Linked DNA regions of Zea mays: region 2 is linked to region 1. The links are chromatin contacts, called in public Hi-C maps. All regions are on one chromosome and are shown on one strand. The core of a region is the stretch at or near the end of the contact, and the rest is flanking DNA. Distances in the headings are between cores, read along the strand shown. Region 1 holds the start of LOC100275314. Region 2 holds the start of LOC100276051.

Region 1 (4,270 bases), core at 926-3,425:
GGAACTAACTGAAACAAACTCTGAACAAGACGAAAACAAACTACTGAACTCAAACCAACTTGAAACAAACTCAGTCACTTGTGGATGATAGTTGTTTCTTGCATCACAGATGACAGATCACACTTGGTCTATGTCGGTGAAAGGATCCACATCAGTGGTATTATTTTTTGTATAGACTATAGAGTATATTTGAGATTCTTAACTTGAGAAATTAACTGATGATGACTGATCCTTCATCGGCAAGGTCATTAGTAGGAGGTCAGCATGTTTAACTCCAATACCTAATTTGAGAAGGGAGCAAGCAACTCAACTCTGGGCTAATGGGGTTGGATCTCTTGGCACATTTACGTTGACAAGAGATTGTGTAGGAACTAGGAACAAGAGGAGCACACGAGGGTAGTGATGGCAGGTAAGAGGAGGGGGTACAGTAGTGCAATGACCAACAAGGCAACTGTGATGGAGCCTGTTGGAATTTAAGCTTAATGGAATCATTTGATATGTTTCTTTTAGGTCTGGTTTCATGGAAAGACCACACGATGGACACAAATACAGCTCTATATGGCAATTAATTTGACATAGTACATCTTGTTGTCATTGACAAAATATTGTACAGTAAGTCAGCAGTGTGGCTCCCACGATAATATGCAATAAACAATGGAGTTAGAACAGATCGCTTGAAATTCAATTGTGATTCTAGCTATGGATTTTCAGCACATTGGTTGTTCACGTTGTCAGAAATATGCAAAGTATAGGTTTTTATGAAGAAAATGACAATTAATGCCTTCAATTACAGATTAGATTATGTATAGGAGAAGTCAAAAGAGTTGTCCAATAACATAAGTTTAGCTTAACAATTTTTGTGATCGGAGTATGTCACTGTTATTTTGAGTTAATAAAGTTAAAAGGGAAATTTATACAGAACAATTCTTGCTTGAAATTTTCCTAAAAAACCAAGAAATACTGTTTACAATCTTAAAGTTAATGCTGCATGGAAAAAAACAAGATGCTAAATTAAGTACACAACATTGAACCAATAATGCATTGGGATCTAGCATTTCAAAGAAACGTTCGGCATTGTTGAAGTGCATCACAGCTGAGGGGAGGTCATGTGAGACTGAGAAGTGAATGCATTGTAATTGCTGCGATGCATCGTAGCAGTAGCGTAATTGTTTTTAAGTTACTGGTTCCAACGTGGAAAAAAAACTAGTGCATTTGGAGTATCATTTTAATGAGTATGCTAGCTGCAAACTATGGATCATATTTCCTCTTTATAGGGGTGCAAATTACCCATAGCATCTAATCAGTATATATATAGCCCGATTCTAGTGGTTGCTTACTGAGTGACTTTACGAATTGCACATCAAGCGGTTTGCATCTGAGCTTTGGCCCCTCATTTTCACCTTGTAAACGCTTGCAGGTGACCGAGACTGCAGACTTCCAAAAGGACCTGAGCTTGGACAGCTTAGACCGGGTGGAACTTGTTATGGCCTTTGAACAAGAGTTCTCCGTTGAGATCCCTGATGACAAGGCTGACAAGCTGACCTGTTGTGCGGATGTTGCCAAGTACATCATATCCGAATCTGAAGCGAGTGATACAAATGCCGGTGGATCCTGAGGGACAGATGAAACCGAGTGCAATGTTTCTTTTTCTTTTTGTGTGTGTGTTTATCATAACGAGTCTGGGTTACAAAGGACGATCTATGCGCATGATTTCCTTTTAATTTTTTTTTCCAGTATGGAAGGAAATGCTGTTCCAATGCGTTTATATTGTCTGTCAATACTGTGAAACTATCTCTATCTCGGTTGTTTGTCACAAAGTGAAGTTTTTTCTATGTCGATCATGGTTCATGTTCAAGACTTGTACATTGTACTGGATTCTATTAGCATAGCCAATGCTATACGTTTTCTGTACACTGGTATTTCTTTTTTTTTAAAAAAAAAATCTCCTACAGTGGATATTTTTGTTTCTTTTGACCGCTGCTGTCCAGAATATATTTCCGACCTATGGTACCATCAATTGACAGCCCCCAAACGGTTGGCAGGCATGCGACGTGGTGCCATATGACTGGACCACGTCGCCGCAATCTGTGGCCCTTGGCTCATGCCATGGACGAGAACGACGAGCCAGGGTAGCACTCGCCTTATCCACCCGTCCTGTTCCTGAACACCGTCACACACGGGTACTAGTAGTACTACCATATCATGTGACGTGCATGCGGCTGTGATGCACACCAACCCAGCCATGGCCAAGGCAGCTCCTCCTCTCCTCGCCGCCGGCAGCCGCACTGCCATCACAGCGCAGCAGCCATCGTCGAGGAAAGGCGCCGCTGGCACCGGTTTGTTCTGCAGTCGCGCCATCGTCAGCAAGCGCACCAGGGTAACAGCGAAGCTCGGTACGGGTTTTCCTCCGTCTTCTCCAGTCATGTTTCTTCAGTTTTTGAAACAAAAGACAAGATTGGCCCAAATAAACTGATCCACGCACGCAGGAGACGGAGAGCTGAAGCCTGCAGGCAAGCGGAAGTTCATCACCAAGGAAGAGGAGCCAGAACAGTAAGCAAGCAGTGTGAATCTCACCTCTCCTCGTAGCAGCCTGTGAGTGACTCGGATGCGTGGGGTGATGGGATGCATGCAGGTACTGGCAGACCGCGGGGGAGAGGGAGGGGGAGAACCCCATGATGACACCCCTGCCCTACATCATCATCTTCGGCATGTCCACCCCCTTCGTCATCCTCGCCATCGCCTTCGCCAATGGCTGGATCAAGGTCCCTGTGCGATGACCGTAACGCGATCAGCCAGCCTGGATCATAGATGCTGACTCGTCAGCCTGCATCTCATCCAGCGTGTGTCCTGCGACTTTGTACCTTCATATATAGAGACAAGAGTTCTTGCGTGTGAGCATAATTGCATGATCGCGTGGTGTATGTAACCCGAAACTGTTTACCTTTTCGCAACAACTTCAATCTTCACTCTTCAGGCTGTGTTCCGATTCAGTGCCCTGGTATCAATCTTCAGTTATTCGCACAAGAGAAGATTTGTACCATCTGCAGTTGTAGAATCATAACAGCCAGAACCACAACTTGGTTTTTTGGTAGACCTCACAATAGGTCCTGCTACAATCACCCCCCCCCCCCCCCCCCACCCCCAAAAAAAAGGGTCTTGTATAACAATGGCATATTCGTACATTAATTAATGTGTAGCCAATGCTGTCAATGAATCGATCAATCTGCGGCTAGCGTAACAAAAGGTTCAGACGGTAACATGACATGGGTGCAAAGGCGAAAACCACATGTTTATGAATCGATTCAAAACATATGAGCAGAAATTTTCGCATGTGCTCAGGATCGCATATCATCAGACATTACATACTAGTTACGCAACAGCAACTTGTTTCCATATATTTTTCCAATGTAAATAGCAAATGCAACGACACACGCGCACAACCGAGAATTAAGAGTATTTACGCGACATGGAGAACAGTAGAGCTCCGATAAATTACACCACAAGAAACCCTTTTGCTTTGCTTCATCTATTAGTCAACCATAAGTATCTGTTATTGGCGAATAACACCTCGCACCAGTGCTACAGCGTAATCAACCTTCAGGTAAACGCACGCTGCATCGTTTGCCGGTCATCTAGTTGGTTTTCTGTCGAATTCAGATTCATGGCAGTGCGGATCGAGCCAATCACGAGGAGAGCTCTTAGGCAGGCTGGTACCACCTCTAGCACCCATCAGCTCCCTTAGGTTCTCCACCTTGTTCTCCTGAGCATTGCCGGGGAATTTCCTATCTGCTTCCTTCAGCTTGTTCCGGAACCGCTGCTTGCGGCCAACGGTGTTCAGCTCCTGCTGCTTTGCTTGAGATGGTGGAGCTCCATGAGGTCCCAGATATATTTTCTCATCGTTTGCCTGCTCAAGCATGAATATCATCTCCATGAAGCAATGGACACCAATGGACCAGTAGTCCATAAAGGTCTTTTTTTTTAAAAAAAAAAGGGGGAGGGGGCATATGACAGACAAGTAAATCTGCGGAGAAAGAGTTCAGAAAAGAATTCCGAAATGTACCTGTAGAGGCTCAGGATCTTTTTCTTTGGGGACACTAGGCTCAGCCACATCATTATCTTGAGTGGGCAAATTAGGAATAACATATCCATCAGCATCTGTGATTGCACCAGCGACGTTACAAGCATGTGTAAAAAAATAGCAGCAGTGCAGAACACATGGAGCTCAGCATGGTACGCAATTCACAGAACATGTTCGAGTCTAACAGAGAAA
Region 2 (4,471 bases), core at 880-3,379, 210 kb after region 1:
GTCCTTTAAGGCCCCTTGTACCCCGAGGCACTATTTCAGCGATATAAAACCCTAGAGCCCCGCATGTCCTGAGGCGTTATGAAGAGTACATGTGCTTAGAGCAGTTTGGTCCCTATATCACTTGGACACTTGGGGCCTTCTGCGGTCATCGCCCTCGGATTACGAGCGTTGCCAGCCCTCCAACCCTTCGAGGCTTGAAGCCCCATTGGAACAAGGAACTTAGTGGATCTAAGTATAACCCCATCATAGGATAGAAAGATGTGAACGGGCCCATCAGGGACAACACAACTGAGTGAGAGAGAGAGAGAGAGAGCCTCCCATTCGAAGGTTTGGAGACAAATCCATAAAATTAGTTTAATGGATAAGTCTTAGGTACAATATATTAAATGTGTGATAATACAAGATTCACAAGAATGTGGTTGACACAACTTAGATTGCATGGTAGTCAAGAACACTATACAATAGGTGCATTGATTATGTAGCCACACGTGTGTACACTAAATATACCATGAAGTATAATCAAGTACAAAAGGCTACACTAGATATCGACTGCATTGTACTGAACAGGACGAGCCTCGATGCTTGTGATGCAACATATCGTACATGTCCCTACAGTAGGTATGTCAATCGTGACATCTCCATCTCTATGCCACAACAAGGGGGGGGGCATGGGCCTTGGTACAACTTCAAGAACATGAGAAGTAGGGATAGTTGGATCTTAGGTGTCAAAATTCAAGGTTTATATAACATTTCTCCTCTCTTGCATTATAAGAGGACGTTTAACGCGCCGGTCTTTGGACTCGGGTTGACACATTCTATATTTTTTTTAGATAATTTTGCATAGACTTCACCTAGTAGATAGGCATAAAAGTGAATTAGAACGATTAGAACTCCACTAGTCCACTGTAACCATGAGGTAAGTGAGAAAAACGCTTGTGAGCAAATCGTCATCGTTATATTCTAAAATAAACTCAAGCAAAAAGCGAGCATATGCATCAAATCAAGGATTTGGACATGTATGGTTAAGTTCGACCACAAGAAATCCAACACTCTAATCATTAGAATCGATAATCCAATTATAATAACCGTACCCAACCCTGATTTAAACAGGCCCTTCCTTATTTTCCCAAGATGCGGCAAGCAACGAAGACTAGTTTTCTCTTCTGGTAGTCAAGCATCATTTGCTACGAATATCTCAATTACTGTCCGACGTATCGGATGACAGAGGTCTTTGACGGTGCATCGGCTGTGTTCACCTGGCCGTCAAAGAACATCAACAGATCAATCAACTTTTTCCTGAATTAACCAGAATCCCAAGCTTCAAAGCAGCAAACCGCCTCAGCGTTACTCGAATGGTAAGTACACAGCGTGCGGCCAGCGCTCCCATTCAGATCGACCGACGCAAAGCACCAGTCAAAGACCCGAACAAGTAAAGTTCAACGCAGACTTTCTGCTCCCAGACTCTCCAACACGTTCACACAGCCAAACGAAGACAACGGCTCATGGAGCGCACGGTTCCACACCTGAAAGCGCTGCCGTGCATGCACACCATCGTCCACAGCCCACGCCCCACAGTGTACTGCTATGCTACAGATCCTACTCTTGGAGCCAACCGAGACCCAACGGCGCCATTGTAGACCAGGAAAAGCTCGCAGCATCCATCTGGCGGTCTGCCCGTTTAGACGATTATTGCTTATTGGAGCAGGAGCGTTCGATGATGGAGAGCGAGCAGCAGGGCACGGCATGCAGACCTCTCTCCTTCCCCGCTGCTGCAGCAGCAGCAATGCACAAGGGAAACAGAGGAGGGGAACAGGCAGGAAAAAAGGTGACAGACAAACAGAGGCGCAATCATGGCCACCCCGCACGGCGATTCCCACCCACAGGAACGGAACAAGCGCAAGCGTCCACGGCCCCATATCCTTGGACTCTCCCACGCCCCCTTATTCTCTCACCTGCACGCCTCCCACTTCCTTTCTCGGGCGACGTGACATTCCCTCCCTACTACTACTACTCCCAGGTCCTCTCTCATAGCAGCAGTAGAGACGTGGAGTAGTGTTTCTTGGTTTCCAATCAGCCCATAACATCCTGTGCCATAGCATTAGCATCACATAATGGAAGATGGAAGAATTGGCGCAACTTGCAAGACGACCACAAGACGACGCCCTGCGCCGTGACAAAACTTTGCAGCTTATAAGTAGGCGCATGCCCAAGACCACCACCACCTCAAGCAGCAAAACCCCACACAGCGAGCGAGCGAAGTAGACAGACGCTGGCTGAGATACACACACACACACACATCAACTGAAAACGAGGAGTTTTTGTTCATCATGGGGGTACAGAGCAGCGAGGGCCAGATGATGTTCTCCTCCATCGCCCTGCTGCAGCAGAGGTTCAGGGAGCTGGAGAGGATCAGGGAGAAGCGGGAGGAGAGGCTACTCCACGTGCTCGCCCCGCGCCCTGTGGCCACCACCTCCCCGAGGGAGATGCCCGTGAAGTGGTTCTTCCATCCGGAGCTGCTCTACCCGTGCAGGCCACTGCGGGACACCGCTGCCGCCTCCTTATTCCCGGCCTGTGAATGCAAAAGCTTCCAGCTCCACGGCGATAACGACCCCATCACGGTGGAGCTGTGGCCCAGTAAGACTTACAACTACAAACATGTCTCTGGTGAAGTCGACGTCGACACCTCGCTGCACCTCTAGACTGCTACTGCTACTAAAAAAATGTTCCAATGCCCTATAAACTTCTGTTAACCACTTGGTGTTGCTCTCGCAGTTTTTTTTTTGGTAGCCTACTACTATGTTCTCTTCTTCTGTTGTAACAAGGGGTATTAGGAGGGGTGACGGTGTGCTGTAATTATTACCAGTAGTACGATGGTCTTGCAGTTCCTTTCTTGTCATCTTTTGGCACTAGAACTGCTTGCATCTTCCAACAAGGCACTGTTATCATCCGAGTATGAGAGTAACTCTGCAGGGCAACCATTCTCTGTTACGTCTGGACACTCGTCATCATTGGAGGAATCATCAGAGCCTTTCTTCTTCCGCTTGATGATCTTCTTGGAAATGAGGCGGTTCACACCCTTGTTGTCGACATCAACACATTCACTGCTTATTGGCTTGAATAGAACTTTGCCCACCTTCCTTGCATTAGCTTCCACTATCTATTAGCAAGCGACGCCAGTTAAAGGTAGTAAAAACAATTACAGAAACTAATGGCATATTTCTTTCTACAAGAAAGAACGAAAATTTTGGTGAATTGCGAAACAGAAACTATGGATTCCTAGGGATGCAGCAATCCAACTACATGGGAAATTGGGAGTTGCACTTGTTCGTTTTGCTCTCAATTCACGTGGATTAGGTGGGATCGAGTGGGTTTTAATCCCGAACAAGTCAAAAAAATTCATAAATTTTACCGATCTCATCCAATCCACATGGGATAGAAATAACCGAATAATGCCTAATAAAGGACGTGTACCAGTACCAACATAATTCAGTATTGAGTTCTGGATTGACAATTGACTAGTACCTTTTCTTATCTATTAGATTTTTGTATACTTTCTTTTTCTAGCTTCAAATAAAAAAACAAGTCTAAAAGAAGACTAGCATTAGCACCACATAACTGAAGTGTCGACATGTTATAGACCAAAAGCATCTAAAAAATTATATAGCACGAAAAGTATTAACGTAACAGTGTATTTCTCTCATGTAAATGGCCTTGTCCCACATATACTCAGCTATGCACACCTGAAGGCCATCATCAAGTGTTAACGTCCTGCAGCCCAACGCACACATGGGGGCCACCACCCGGCTTCTCCGCCCGCTGTCTTCCTCTCCCCGCCTATGATGCCCGCACCAGCGACGACCACCTGAAGGCCATCATCAAGTGGATCGTGTCGTTCTCCTCCTTCCACGACATTCGTAACGAGCTACTTCTCGAGGAGTTCATCATGGACGGGGAGTCCCCCGCGTCCATCATGGCACTCTACGGTGTGTCCTCCGCCGACCACCCCACTTGCCCTCCTGCCGCCCCACTTCCCCTGGAGCTCCTCGTCAGGCTCCTATCTCCGACGGCAGTCGTCGAGGGGCGGCCGCGAGGGTGGTGGCTTTTCTCGTGGTGGCCCCACGAGTCACAGTGGCGGTCCTGCGTGGTCGTCCTTCTACAACCTCTGGACCGAGACCATCTCCATGTGGTCATGCCCGACCATGGGTGCTTCCTCACCACGCCCCCACAACTGGCTCTACTTGTTATGCCCTCTTAAGCTACCCCACCGCCTTCGACGCCTCCTCTACCATACCCATCGTTGGCTCCACCTCTTCTCTCGCTCTCGAGGACCCCTACCTCGGCCCCTTGGTCCCGTTGGGTGGAGGTTGGGACCAGTCTTCTCTCACCACTTTGTTCAGCACCATGGCGCTATCACCCCCCCAAATCCGTCAACTCCGATGCCTCCTACCACACCACTCCTGTCGTCGGCACG

Evidence for each region. Hi-C and Micro-C count contacts between places; a contact is called where the count stands out from the background.
Region 2: a contact with region 1 is called in a Hi-C map of tassel, with 3 times the contacts expected there. The contact joins the promoter of LOC100276051 here to the promoter of LOC100275314 in region 1. A contact is called at or near these places in 4 of 25 Hi-C or Micro-C datasets (bundle sheath, ear, leaf and 1 more) and 1 of 3 datasets of contacts at active chromatin or transcription factors (leaf).

Annotation. Positions count from the first base shown.
Region 1 is chr1:254,201,152-254,205,421 of Zm-B73-REFERENCE-NAM-5.0, forward strand. It overlaps LOC100275314, which reads left to right and starts at 2,176. Exons shown (of 3, transcript NM_001149421.2): 1 at 2,176-2,393; 2 at 2,487-2,550; 3 at 2,633-2,973. The coding sequence starts at 2,225. The coding sequence ends at 2,777. It overlaps LOC100280460 (acyl carrier protein), which reads left to right. Exons shown (of 2, transcript NM_001153380.2): 2 at 1,418-1,832. The coding sequence ends at 1,615. LOC100274988 reads right to left here. Exons shown (of 3, transcript NM_001149215.3): 2 at 4,061-4,155; 3 at 3,367-3,904. The coding sequence ends at 3,629.
Region 2 is chr1:254,413,075-254,417,545 of Zm-B73-REFERENCE-NAM-5.0, forward strand. LOC100276051 reads left to right here and starts at 2,130. Exons shown (of 1, transcript NM_001149935.2): 1 at 2,130-2,840. The coding sequence starts at 2,328. The coding sequence ends at 2,699. It overlaps LOC103643663 (DUF21 domain-containing protein At1g55930, chloroplastic), which reads right to left. Exons shown (of 15, transcript XM_020546808.3): 14 at 2,861-3,157; 15 at 939-1,256. The coding sequence ends at 2,894.